Regions from separate parts of the Sus scrofa genome. Here region 2 is linked to region 1. A link is a contact called in public Hi-C data. All regions are on one chromosome and are shown on one strand. The core of a region is the stretch at or near the end of the contact, and the rest is flanking DNA. Distances in the headings are between cores, read along the strand shown.

What was found. Hi-C and Micro-C count contacts between places; a contact is called where the count stands out from the background.
Region 2: a contact with region 1 is called in a Hi-C map of embryonic fibroblasts, with 1.8 times the contacts expected there. The contact joins two enhancer-like sites. A contact is called at or near these places in 3 of 47 Hi-C or Micro-C datasets (embryonic fibroblasts, heart right ventricle and subcutaneous adipose tissue) and 1 of 2 datasets of contacts at active chromatin or transcription factors (skeletal muscle).

The regions. Positions count from the first base shown.
Region 1 is chr12:35,621,820-35,627,292 of Sscrofa11.1, forward strand. All of the region lies in intron 2 of YPEL2 (protein yippee-like 2), which reads left to right. Among named protein-coding and RNA genes, the nearest start is that of YPEL2, 51 kb to the left of the region's middle. Within about 2 kb of position 1,877, at least 36 of the 83 cell types and tissues checked have an H3K27ac peak or open chromatin away from gene starts, as enhancers often do. A contact at or near this core is called in embryonic fibroblasts, skeletal muscle and subcutaneous adipose tissue, where this site is marked.
Region 2 is chr12:36,067,453-36,072,895 of Sscrofa11.1, forward strand. No RefSeq gene overlaps it. Among named protein-coding and RNA genes, the nearest start is that of MIR21, 4.9 kb to the left of the region's middle. Within about 2 kb of position 1,824, at least 58 of the 83 cell types and tissues checked have an H3K27ac peak or open chromatin away from gene starts, as enhancers often do. A contact at or near this core is called in embryonic fibroblasts, skeletal muscle and subcutaneous adipose tissue, where this site is marked.

The DNA of each region.
Region 1 (5,473 bases), core at 627-3,126:
ACCAGAGTGATTGATTGTTAGAAAATATTTAAAAGCAGCCCCTGGAGAGTTCCCTGGTGGTCTAGTGGTTAGGACTCAGCGCTTTCACGTCTGTAGCCTGGGTTCAGTCCCTGGTCTGGGAACTGAGCTCCCACAGCAAGTCACTGCACACTGTAGCCAAAAATAAAGAAATAGATTAAAAATTTTTAAAAGCAATCCCCTGCATAGTAAGTGGCTTCAGTCTTGGAGAGAAGCTCTTTTTTTGGCCTTTGTGCCTGGATTGGTTACAGAGGAAGACTTGCCTTGAGAGTCTGTAGGTTTTGTCCATTCACTTCCCAGAAATCCTTTGTAGTTTAAGGACATTTTCATTTGCCAATACTCAGTTGGCTTTGGGAACAGACATGTAGATTGAAACATAAAAACAGGAAATCGATTGTATTCTTTCTAGGCATATTAACTCATGTTGTCTTTTTAAGTTCAGCAGCTCATAGTGAATTGTTTTCAAAAGCCTGATAGTTTTCAAAAGTTTCACACACATGATTTCATATAATCCCATAAAAACATTTTTTTAAAATCCCCAACCCTGGAATTCCCATTATGACTCACCTATGGCAAAGCCGATCAGTATCCATGAGGACATGGGTTCGATCCCTGGCCTTGCCCAATGGGTTAAGAATCCGGTGTTGCTATGGCTGTGGCATGGGCTGGCAGCTGTAGCTCTAATCCAACCCCTAGCTCGGGAATTTCCATATGCCATGGATGTGACCCTAAAAAGCAAAACAAAAAAACCCAACCCCTAGATTGCCCCTCCCCTCTCCACACTGTTTTTCTAAATCTGTGAGTTTGCTTCTTTTTTGTTTAATTCACTAGTTTATTGTGTTTTTAGTTCCACGTGTAAGTGATAGCATGTAGTATTTGTCTTTATCTAACTTACTTTACTTAGCATCATGCCCCCTCATGTTGCTGCAAATGGCAAAATTTCATTCTTTTTTATGGCTAATATATATACCACGTCTTTTTTTTTTTTTTTTTTCCTCTTCTCTGTTTCTCTCTCTCTCTTTTTTTTTCCCTGGCCACCCCACAGCTTATGGAGTTTTCAGGCCAGGGATCACATACAAGCCACAGTTGGGACCTACACCACAACTTTGATCCTTTAATCCAGTGTGCCAGGCCGGGGCTCAAACCTGCATCCTGGTGCTGCAGAGACATGGCTGATCCTCTTGCACCACAGCGGGAGCTCCTATACTACATCTTTTTTATCCATTCATCTGTTGATGGACATTTAGGTTGCTTCCATACCTTGGCAATTGTAAACAATGCTGCTGTGAATATTGGGGTGTATGTATCTTTTTGAATTAAGAGTTTGGGGGTGGGGTTGGATCAGTACCCCAGGGTGGAAGGACCAGATGATTTTGGAGAGAAATTTGAGCTCCATTATTTCAGCCTCCTAAAAGTTTTATAATCATCTTCATAGGGCCCAGCTGTTCACAACTGGCTGCCATTACATCCTGGATCCACCTTTTCACTCTCTCTCTCAGAAGCCAGTCCCCCTGAGCAGACAGATCAGGCTTTCTTCTGGAAAGGATGAGGCTCGTCTGGTTATGGGGATCCCCTGTGCATGTTTTCCAGGCCTTCTCTGTGGTGAGCTAGGAGGAAGTACTGGTTGTGGGCATCTGCTGAATTTGAAAAGTCTGATCATTAAGTGACTTAGATCCTAGAATCTCCCCATTTCAGCAATAAAATGTGGCACCCGGGCCCCACATCACCTTTTTTTTTTTTTTTTTTTTTACCATTCAGTTCCTTGCATCATTTGCATCATGTATGCTCCCATGCCCTTGGAATTTTATGACTCCATGCAGCAGATATTTCCTCCTTTAGAGCCAGTCCCTTCCCTGCCCCTCCCTCCATCTGTTTTGAGAATGTGAGGGCGAATCGAGAGCTACCAAAGCTCAAAGCCAGTGGAGGAGGGCTGGAGGTGGCCATGCTTCCAGCCCTGGGCAGCACGCTGGCTTTTTACCCCATCTCAAAGTTTCTAGACAGATATGTGAAAACTCTGCCTACACCATAAACACATACAGAGGTCTTTGTTCTTTCGTATTTGTTCTTTCCTGGTCTTTCCGGGTGACCTGTGTCCTACTGTGGAAATCATACAGAGTCAGGAAATTCTTCCCTTATAATTAACCCAAGTCACTCTCCTTTCCATCTAAGCCCATTTCCTCTTGTTATTGCAGAGACGATGGAAGAAATCCCCTTTAATCTTCTTTCCTCTTGGCCAACTGTTCAGTTTCTTTAGGTTGCACTTGGCTTCTCATTGTGGAAGGTTTCATCATCCTTTAGTATCATTCTTCCCATATCCTTCTTCAAGGGTGAAACCCAAACAAGATCCAGTATTATTTTGCTTGGGTTTTAAGCTCTTTGACATGGAGCCTGGGGTTTACTTGGACCCTGAATAGCTAACTCCACCAGACCAACCGTGGATGCAGAAAGGCATGAGAAAGGAAAAAGGACTGACCTGACCTTCCCCAGCAGGATGTTGAGATGGGGTGTTTAGCCAACACCCCAAGGGCGGGGGTTTTACTAATCCTTTGTTTCTCTATCTAAGACTTTTGTTACCTTCTCACTGAGATGGTACCTGGTATATTACCTTGAGCAAACCTAGAGAGACAGGCAGACTGTCTGTCATCTCTCTGTGTACCTTTTGTACTTTGATGTTTATGAAGTACTTTCTTTCATACACAGTATCTCATTTAATTCTCATATGCATGTGGTGTGACTGTGAATACTATTTTGTTGTGCCCATTTTCCAGAATAGAAACTGAGTTACAGAGAAGTTACTTGACTTGACCAAGTTAGTAACATAGCGAGTATATGGCCACGTCAGGAGTCACTCTGGCAGTCCATCTCTTTGAAGCCCACAGGCCTGTGGATGGTAGGTTGGAAGCAAGCACCAAGCGCTTTAATAAGACTCATAGAATATTATTCTAAATGCAAGGATCATGGGGAGCTTCAGTCCCATCCCATTTTGCTTTTTTGGTTTGGTTTGGTTTTTTGCTTTTTAGGGCCGTACCCACAGCATATGGAGGTTCCCAGGCTAGGGGTCAAATCAAAGCTACAGCTCACAGCAATGCCGGATCCCAGACCCATTGAGTGGGCCAGGGATTGAACCTGTGTCCTCATGGATGCTAGTTGGATTCATTTCTGCTGTGCCACAACAGGAACTCCCCATCCCTACATTTTGAAGAACCAAATAGATTAGAGTCAGCCTTTCATCTCTTTTCTCCAGGCTCCTGAAAAGGCCAAAGAGGAGAGATAGGGGACTTTTTTTTACTCTGCACTTCATTTACTTTGTTTTACTTCTTGTTCTCAACAAGGTATGAAGAAGGCATGGTTTTCATCTACAGATGTAAAAGATGTGGAAGCTGAAAGCGGCTAAATAAATTCGCCCACAGTCAAGTAGCTATTAAGTTGTAAAACCAGGATTTTATCCTGAATTTCTGAGCCATGACTAGATCTTCTTATCATGCACAGACATGCCAGGGCTCATGCAGCCCCCAGATGTTACAGCCGAGTAGTCGGGTGGGCATCTGCTTCCGTCATGTCCATGCTCCTTCCGGGGCACCTACTCCACTGATAACGGTTGACCTTCCCAGAGCCAGGAGTGTGAGAGGCTCTGCCTCCGGCGGGGAGGACGTCAGGCCTGAGTCTCTTCAAGTGAAGGAGGAGCCCACATGTTTGATCTGTTGCCACCTCCCCCACAAGTATTCATCTTTCAGTGGTCCTCCTACTTTTAGAAGGAATTGCCGCCTTCCAGACTTTCAAAGGGGCCAGAAATGAGTGGTTTTGGCTACTAAACAGGAAACTCAAAGCCCTTTCCGTTCCTTTGAGCTGACTGGAAGGGTTGGGCCTGGAACCGTTACTTTCCTTTAAAGGACAGAAGAAAAGTTTTGTGTAGTTTTTAAAAAACAAAACCAAACCAAAAAAAACCCTTTCCTGGAGTCCTGAACACCAGGCCTGGTTGATACACAACATGGAAAAGAGTCGCCCTGTTGCCTGGCAGTAATAACAGCAAACAAATGCGTCTGACAGTCTGTTTGGGATCTCCTGGTCTGAAATTCTGTTTGCTTCATTCTAATTGCTTCCTTCACTTCCTCTTAGTCTCCCCACCTTCGGTACCACCCTCACTCAAGGGAGCGCCAGACTGTGCCCGGTTGTGCCAGGCTGGGCTGCGCCCCACAGGATACAGCGACCCAGCCGGGCTATTCTCGTCTGTGTGTCTCTTTGCAAGATGCCTGTTGTTCTCGGGGAATGTTTTTCTCATCATAAATGTTGGCTTGGCCGGGGCCCAGTGTGGAAGCCAGGGTGAAAGAGCTTCCAGAGTTCTGCCCCAGAGATTCAGCTGATCCTGAGTGCCAGGCGGAAGAAACAGGTTCACAGATACTGTCGCTAGGTGGGTACCTTGAGCAGGTACAGCCATGAAAAACAGCCTTCATGGGGTTCGGCACCCTTTGCAGAGTGTGGGCTTCTGCCAGCACACTCTTGTCGAACAGGCCTGGAGGAACTGTGGTGGCCTTGCAAGGCACCTCGGGGCCTGGCTGGCATTTCTCTTCTCTGCCATGTGCCCTCCCCCACCCTACTATCTAGGAATTCTAATCTGTGCCAGGCCAGAGAAAGGCCCTGCCACCAAACCAGATTGGACCCCCACCCACCCACCCCCCGCAGAGCGGTGACTTCTAAACATTTAAAGTCACATACCCCTACCAGTGAAAGGTTAGAGCTTATATTCTTAATATGGCTGTTTATTAATAAATGATGTACATAAGTTGCTATGTAATATGTCCATTATGAACATATATTTAAAAAATTTTTTTTCTGTAGTTACGGTTGTGGTGCAGCAGAAACAATCCGACTAGGAACCATGAGGTTGTGGGTTTGATCCCTGGCCTCACTCAGTGGGTTAAGAATCTGGCATTGCCATAAGCTGTGGTGTAGGTCGCGGACACGGCTCAGATCTGATGTTGCTGTGGCTGTGGCTGTGGCTGGAAGTTGTAGCTCCAGTTGGACCCCTAGCCTGAGAACCTCCATATGCCACAGGTGTGGCCCTAAAAAGAAAAAAAAAATTTATTTTTCTTTTGGCGGTGGCATGTAGTCACTTGATGTGGGATCTCAGGTCCCAGACGAGGGATTGAACCTGCAGCAGCACTGAATCCTAATCACTAGACTACCAGGGAACTCCCTAAAAAAAATAATAGTTTTTTGGTCTGCACTCATGGCATAAAGAGGTTCCTGAGCCAGGGGTCAAACTTGTGCCACAGCAGTGGCCTGAGACTGCAGTAACAACTGCCAGATCCTGAAAATCCACTGCACCACAAGGGAAATTCAAACTCCCTGAAAATGTTTAATAATTTATGCAATGTTTAAAAACGGAAGAAAAATTATAAATTTGTTTTAAACCTCTCTTTAAAAAAAAAAAAAAACTTGGTTTATCACTTTCCGA
Region 2 (5,443 bases), core at 574-3,073, 450 kb after region 1:
AGAAACATTCCCTCTGGAATATCCAGTGAGATTTGCTGAGTGTGAAGAGGTTTTAAACAGTCAAATAAAAAATTGATGTGGGGGCCTGCCAGATCTTCCTCAGTAAGACCTGAAAGTCAGAGTTCCCTTGTGGCTCAGCACATTAAGAATCCTGTTGCTGCAGTGACTCAGGTTGCTGCTGTGGCATGGATTTGATCCCTGGCCTGAGAACATCTTTCACATGTCATGGGTGTGGCCAAAAAAAAAAAAAAAGACCTGCAAGTCATTCCAGTTAGAAAAACACAAGATTGGATTATTCTATTGAGAAATAGTTTTATTAATCTGCTCACAAAAACTTAACCTAAGCAGTTTAATAGCTTTTTTTTTTTTTTTTGGCCACACCCGAGGCATGTGGAAGTTCCCAGGCCAGGGATCAAACTCGGCACTGCAGTTTCAGCCTGTGCCACAGCCGCTCAACACTGGATCTTTACCTCCAACTGTGCCACACGGCAACTTCCATAATAGCCATTTTTAAAAGCTAAGTCACAGTCCATCTCTAACTCACATGATGAAACCTCCTCTGGTATTCACAAAACATAGTAAACGAAATGCTACACAAAAGTGCTACATGCGAAGTGTTTGTTCCTTTATTCTCAAAGACAAGGAGAAAAGAAAGCACATAGTGTACTTGAAAATTCTAGAAGCAGTTGAGTCATTTGTATCTGGTAGTTAGGGGCTTGGGTTCCTGCCCTGCCCTTCTCAGCAAAGCCAAGAGTTCACCTGAGGTAATACATTTGCCTTGAGGGTGAGGACTGAATTGCAGCAAATAACTTACATGTATTTGCATATTTAATCAGTACTCAGAAGAGATTATAACAAAAACCTGTTCTGGAGAGTTGCTTACTCATGGCCTTTGGAATTGTGTGGCGCTGGGACAGGCAGGTGCCAACTGTTTGCTCATTCTCTGACCTACTGGCCTTCCACAGTTTGCTGTGTGGGTGTTGAGACTACTGAAATAAAGTGAGTTGTGTTAGATGGCCCCCGCTGTCTACCCGAACACCCTGGATTCATTTGCGATCTGGGATCCTAGTTCTGCAGTTGGGCTACTGGCCCAAACTGTGGCCCAGAGCAAGTGAGTCAGTTCTGAGTGGCTGGCTCTGACTCTCTGGGAACAGAGACGAAATGCAGCCTAGAGCGCTTGTCAGCCAAATCCACAAATGTGTGGCAGTTTGGAAACCCTGGACATCTGTTCCTCTTCATTTAAAATAAACCTTTTTGAAAAGCACGGCGTTGCTTGGCTCCTCGATGCGTTGGGTCAGCAGCAGTTGCCGCTCTGAGGCAGCCTAGAAGCGGAGTTAGGAAGTTGGGAATCTCTGGGGCGCGCTTCCGAGAAAGTGGACCTGCAGCGCCTTGGGAAGGGAGGCAGGATTTACGGCCGCCGGTCCGTTTGGAAATCCCCTTCTGCGGTCGGCAGCCCAGGTGTGCAGCCCGCGGGGGAACCGTTTCCACATGACTCAGGACGCGACGGGACGGCCTGGCCGCACTCCAGCACGTTTTCCACCATGGAGGGTCTGTTTGCGTTGGAAACCACATTCCTGAATTCTTGAGGGGACGCCTCTGGCTGATTCTGAGGATCAGCCTGAGAGGGGACACCCCCCCCCGCCCCCGGCCCTTTGGAGCGTTTCCAGGGAGGGGTTGCCACGGGTCGCGCGGCTCGCGGGGACGGCCTTCCCCCCCAAAGCCCTGCGGGGAAAAGCCTTGTTTATTCAAGGAGGCCTCCGAAGGCCACGTTTCTCGCCCCCCACCTAATCCCCAACGTCATTTCCCTTTGTTGCCATCTGCCCCCCTCGAGGGAACAGCCTGAGCAGCTTTTTCCTTCAGGCCGCGTCGACTGACCCCGCCGGACAGCATTGCTTCATTGTGTCCCCGTCTGTTTCCGATGGGGGGCGGGTGTTTTCTCGGAGGGCGGCGGCTTGGGATTTGAAAAGAGGGGTGGTTCCGCCTTTCCCCGAAGGTGGGGGATGACTGTTCACATTACTTTTGTCTTCCTTTGGCTCCTCACCAGGTTGTGTAGGAAACAAAAGAGCAGCTCAGGTTCACTTCTCTTGGCAGTAAGTGCTGAAGCCCAACGCTCCACGTCACCAGAGAACCTTGTTGTTCTCACCCTCTTTTCATTACTTAAGAAGATAAAAGCCAAAAATAACAAGAGGAGGCCTTTTTCTGCCTTTCATTTTTTTGGGCACCTCCTAGTGTCTTGAGAATCGGTTTCACTTGAGTGACAGTCCTAAGCCTCTTCAAGCAGCCAGACTTTCTCTATCTAATCTCACTTGGTTTGGTTTTTTTTCTTTGGTTGGGTTTTTTTTTTTTTTGGTCTTTTGAGGGCTGCACCCGCGGCATTTGGAGGTTCCCAGGTTAGGGGCAGAATCGGAGCTGTAGTCCCTGGCCTACACCGCAGCCACAGCCATGCCAGATCCAAGCCATGTCTGCGACCCACACCACAGCTCACCAGCAACCCCACTGAGCGAGGCCAGGGATCGAACCTGCATCCTCATGGGTGCTAGTCAGATTTGTCTCCGCTGAGGCACAAGGGCCACACCCTTGAGGCTCGCTCCAGTCTGCCCCTTGCACCAGCCCCTTCTTCCTGCTCCTGTGTCCCCTCCATGGTTTGTTCTTTGTTCACAACCACTGATCAAGATTAGCTCCCAGGAACCTTCTCTGATGTGCCCTGTACCAGGAAACACAGTGGATTTATTGTAACTGTGATAATGATTGCTTGCTTGCTTTGCACCAGGCACTGTTTTCAATGCTGTTTTATGTGTATTGTATTTAATCATTAAATCCTTACAATAGCCCCATGAGGAAATTAAGCAGAGAAGTCCAGTGATTTGCTGGAGGAAACAAGGAAGTAGAGCAAGAATTCAAATATTCTGGATCCTAGCCACTCAGTTCTGCGGAAAAGTCTGGTACAAAAGTCCAAACTTCTGCTTACTTGTTTCATCTTATGATCACAAGGTAGGTGATGGGGAAAGGGAGAGTGCAGCACATTAAAAGGCCACAGCTGAAAAAGTTTTGCATTTAAATTGACGAGCAGCCTTTGCACGTCCCTATGCCAAGTGTTGGAAAAGCCAGCTCCACTCTTAGCCATCCTGTGTGGGCAGGTTCCTGGTAATGTTTGCTGTAATTATGATTACAAGGCAATTTCTACTTGTACAGACCTTTTTTTCTTTTTCAAAGCACTTTCACATCTTGAGTTTTATTTGGTCTTCCTAACAACCCTATGAAATATTTAGGGCCAGTAGTGGTATTAGACACATTTGGGGAAGAAATTTTTTTATCCACTTTTTAAATCTCTACCACTTAAGGTACTATAGGGAAGAGACAAAGCTTTGGAAAAATGATCTCCCTCTGGGAGTTTTCAGTCTTCTTGGCGGTTATGCGTATATGCAGGTAAATACAATGTAGAGTCAAGATGAAGGCCATGAGAAAGAGAGTTGCTGACTAGGAAGGATCTGGAATGATTTCATGCTGATGTGGCAATTGAATTGCCAGGTAGGGGCGGGGCCAGGGGAAGTCCTGGGAGACAGCAGGAAGGCACCTTCGGGGGAGCTGTGTGTAGGATGGGTAGAAGAGACAAGACCAGTGAGCCATATTCTTTGCCCACCTTCGTTTCTGTGTCCTTTCAAGTGCCTACCCGTAATTCACAACTTGTTTTCCATTTTCTTGTTTTTGCTGTTTCCTCCTCTAGAACAGAAGTCCCATAAGAGCAGGCACTACTGTGCTCTCCTTGGTGTGCCAAGCACAGGGTAGGGTCTCAGTGAGTATCTGCTAAATGGATGTTGCAAGAGTCCTGGTGAAGCAGCAGTGGAGATTTAAGGGCAGGCAGGAGGTGCTACCTAAGGAGAATCCAGGTAACGGTGAAATAAAGCAAGTGGAGTATACATGAAGAAGGAACCAGAGAACCCTAAGAAAGCAACACCTCCTGATCATGCAGCCAGGAATATAGGAGGGACCCCGAGTTTGAGTTGGTGCCCCTCCTATATTCTGTCTTGACCACTTGGAGGGAAGATACCAATTGAATTGTGCGCCCAATAAAAGTGTATGTCAGCTTTCCTAACTCCTCATCTCCTGGTGAACGTGCTGCCCATAGAGACCACTCTCTTAATTTCTCCCTGCCAGAGAATAAACTGGACATTCTCCAGAGAATTCTCTAGAGTAATATGTCCTCTGTACCTTTTTGTAAGTGATCATCTAAGCCTTGACTTGTTCTTGAAAAATGGCTCTGTAGGAGTTCCTTCCTGACTCAGTGGGTTAAGGATCTGGCATTGTCACTACTGTGGCTCTGGTTACAGCTGTGATGCAAGTTCGATCCCAGGCACAAAGACTTCCACATGCCCAGGGCGTGGCAAAACAAAACAAAACAAACAAACAAACAAAGCCCGGAATGGTACTGTGACTGGACCTTGGAGCCACAGGAAACTGCTTTAAAATTCCTCACCGCTGTTGTATCCTGTCTGCTTAACCAATGGCTCCTCCCTGTGAGAATTGAGAGGATGGTAGTTCCTGGATAGATTGTCTGTCTTTATAAGGAGAAAAATTTGGCAATGTGATTTCCTGTATATTTCCACTGGAGTCCAAGATTCCAGCAGTGCTGGCCTAGACAGCAGTGGCAGCCACCTAGAACCCAGATGTCATTAGTATTCCCAAGTAACTACGAGGGCATCCTCCCAACTGCCTTTGCCAAGCCAAAAGGCAGAATCACAGCTTTATTACACCTTCTAGAGCATGTGGTAAAGGCAGCTTTCCATTTGGCTGCTTTGGTGCTGGGGTTGTTTACATGTTTCAGTAAATGAGTTATGCTTATTGAAATCGGCTGGGTAGGAGTTCCAAATAAATGACATATGACCACAGTCATACCACTCACCAGGAGCACCGGAGTTCAGGAGAGATTTACGTGTGTAATAATCCCTTCGTAGAGAAGAGGGGCACAAAACTGGAGTATCCCATTCTCCAGAGGGTGCACGGTTTTTGAAGCCTGAGAGAATTGGGGGTATCACTGTTCCTGGCTTTCTGATGGAATCAGACAAAATGAGATACCTGTCTGGTAAAAGCACACATGTGTGCGAGTGCTTTGCACAGTTTTAGAAGAAAAAAAACAACAACCCTGAAAAATAGTGCTTATAGAAAAATGTAAAGATCAAAGAAATGTTCAGATGTTCTGCGTTTTCTTCCAAGTGTAAGCTGTCTGAGCATAAAAGACTTCCCTGGTCTCTGCAAGGAGGAAATAAAAAGTTCTGTATATATACATATATATAAAGGATTTCCTACTTTATACACCTCTTTTTAGGCTGCTCCTAGATTTTGAATGTGATATATTTACAGGTCTTCCCTGTAGTAGGCAATATATATGTTGAGACAACAGGACCCCAAAGTTAGTCCTTTTTTAATTTTTTTGGCCACACCTGTA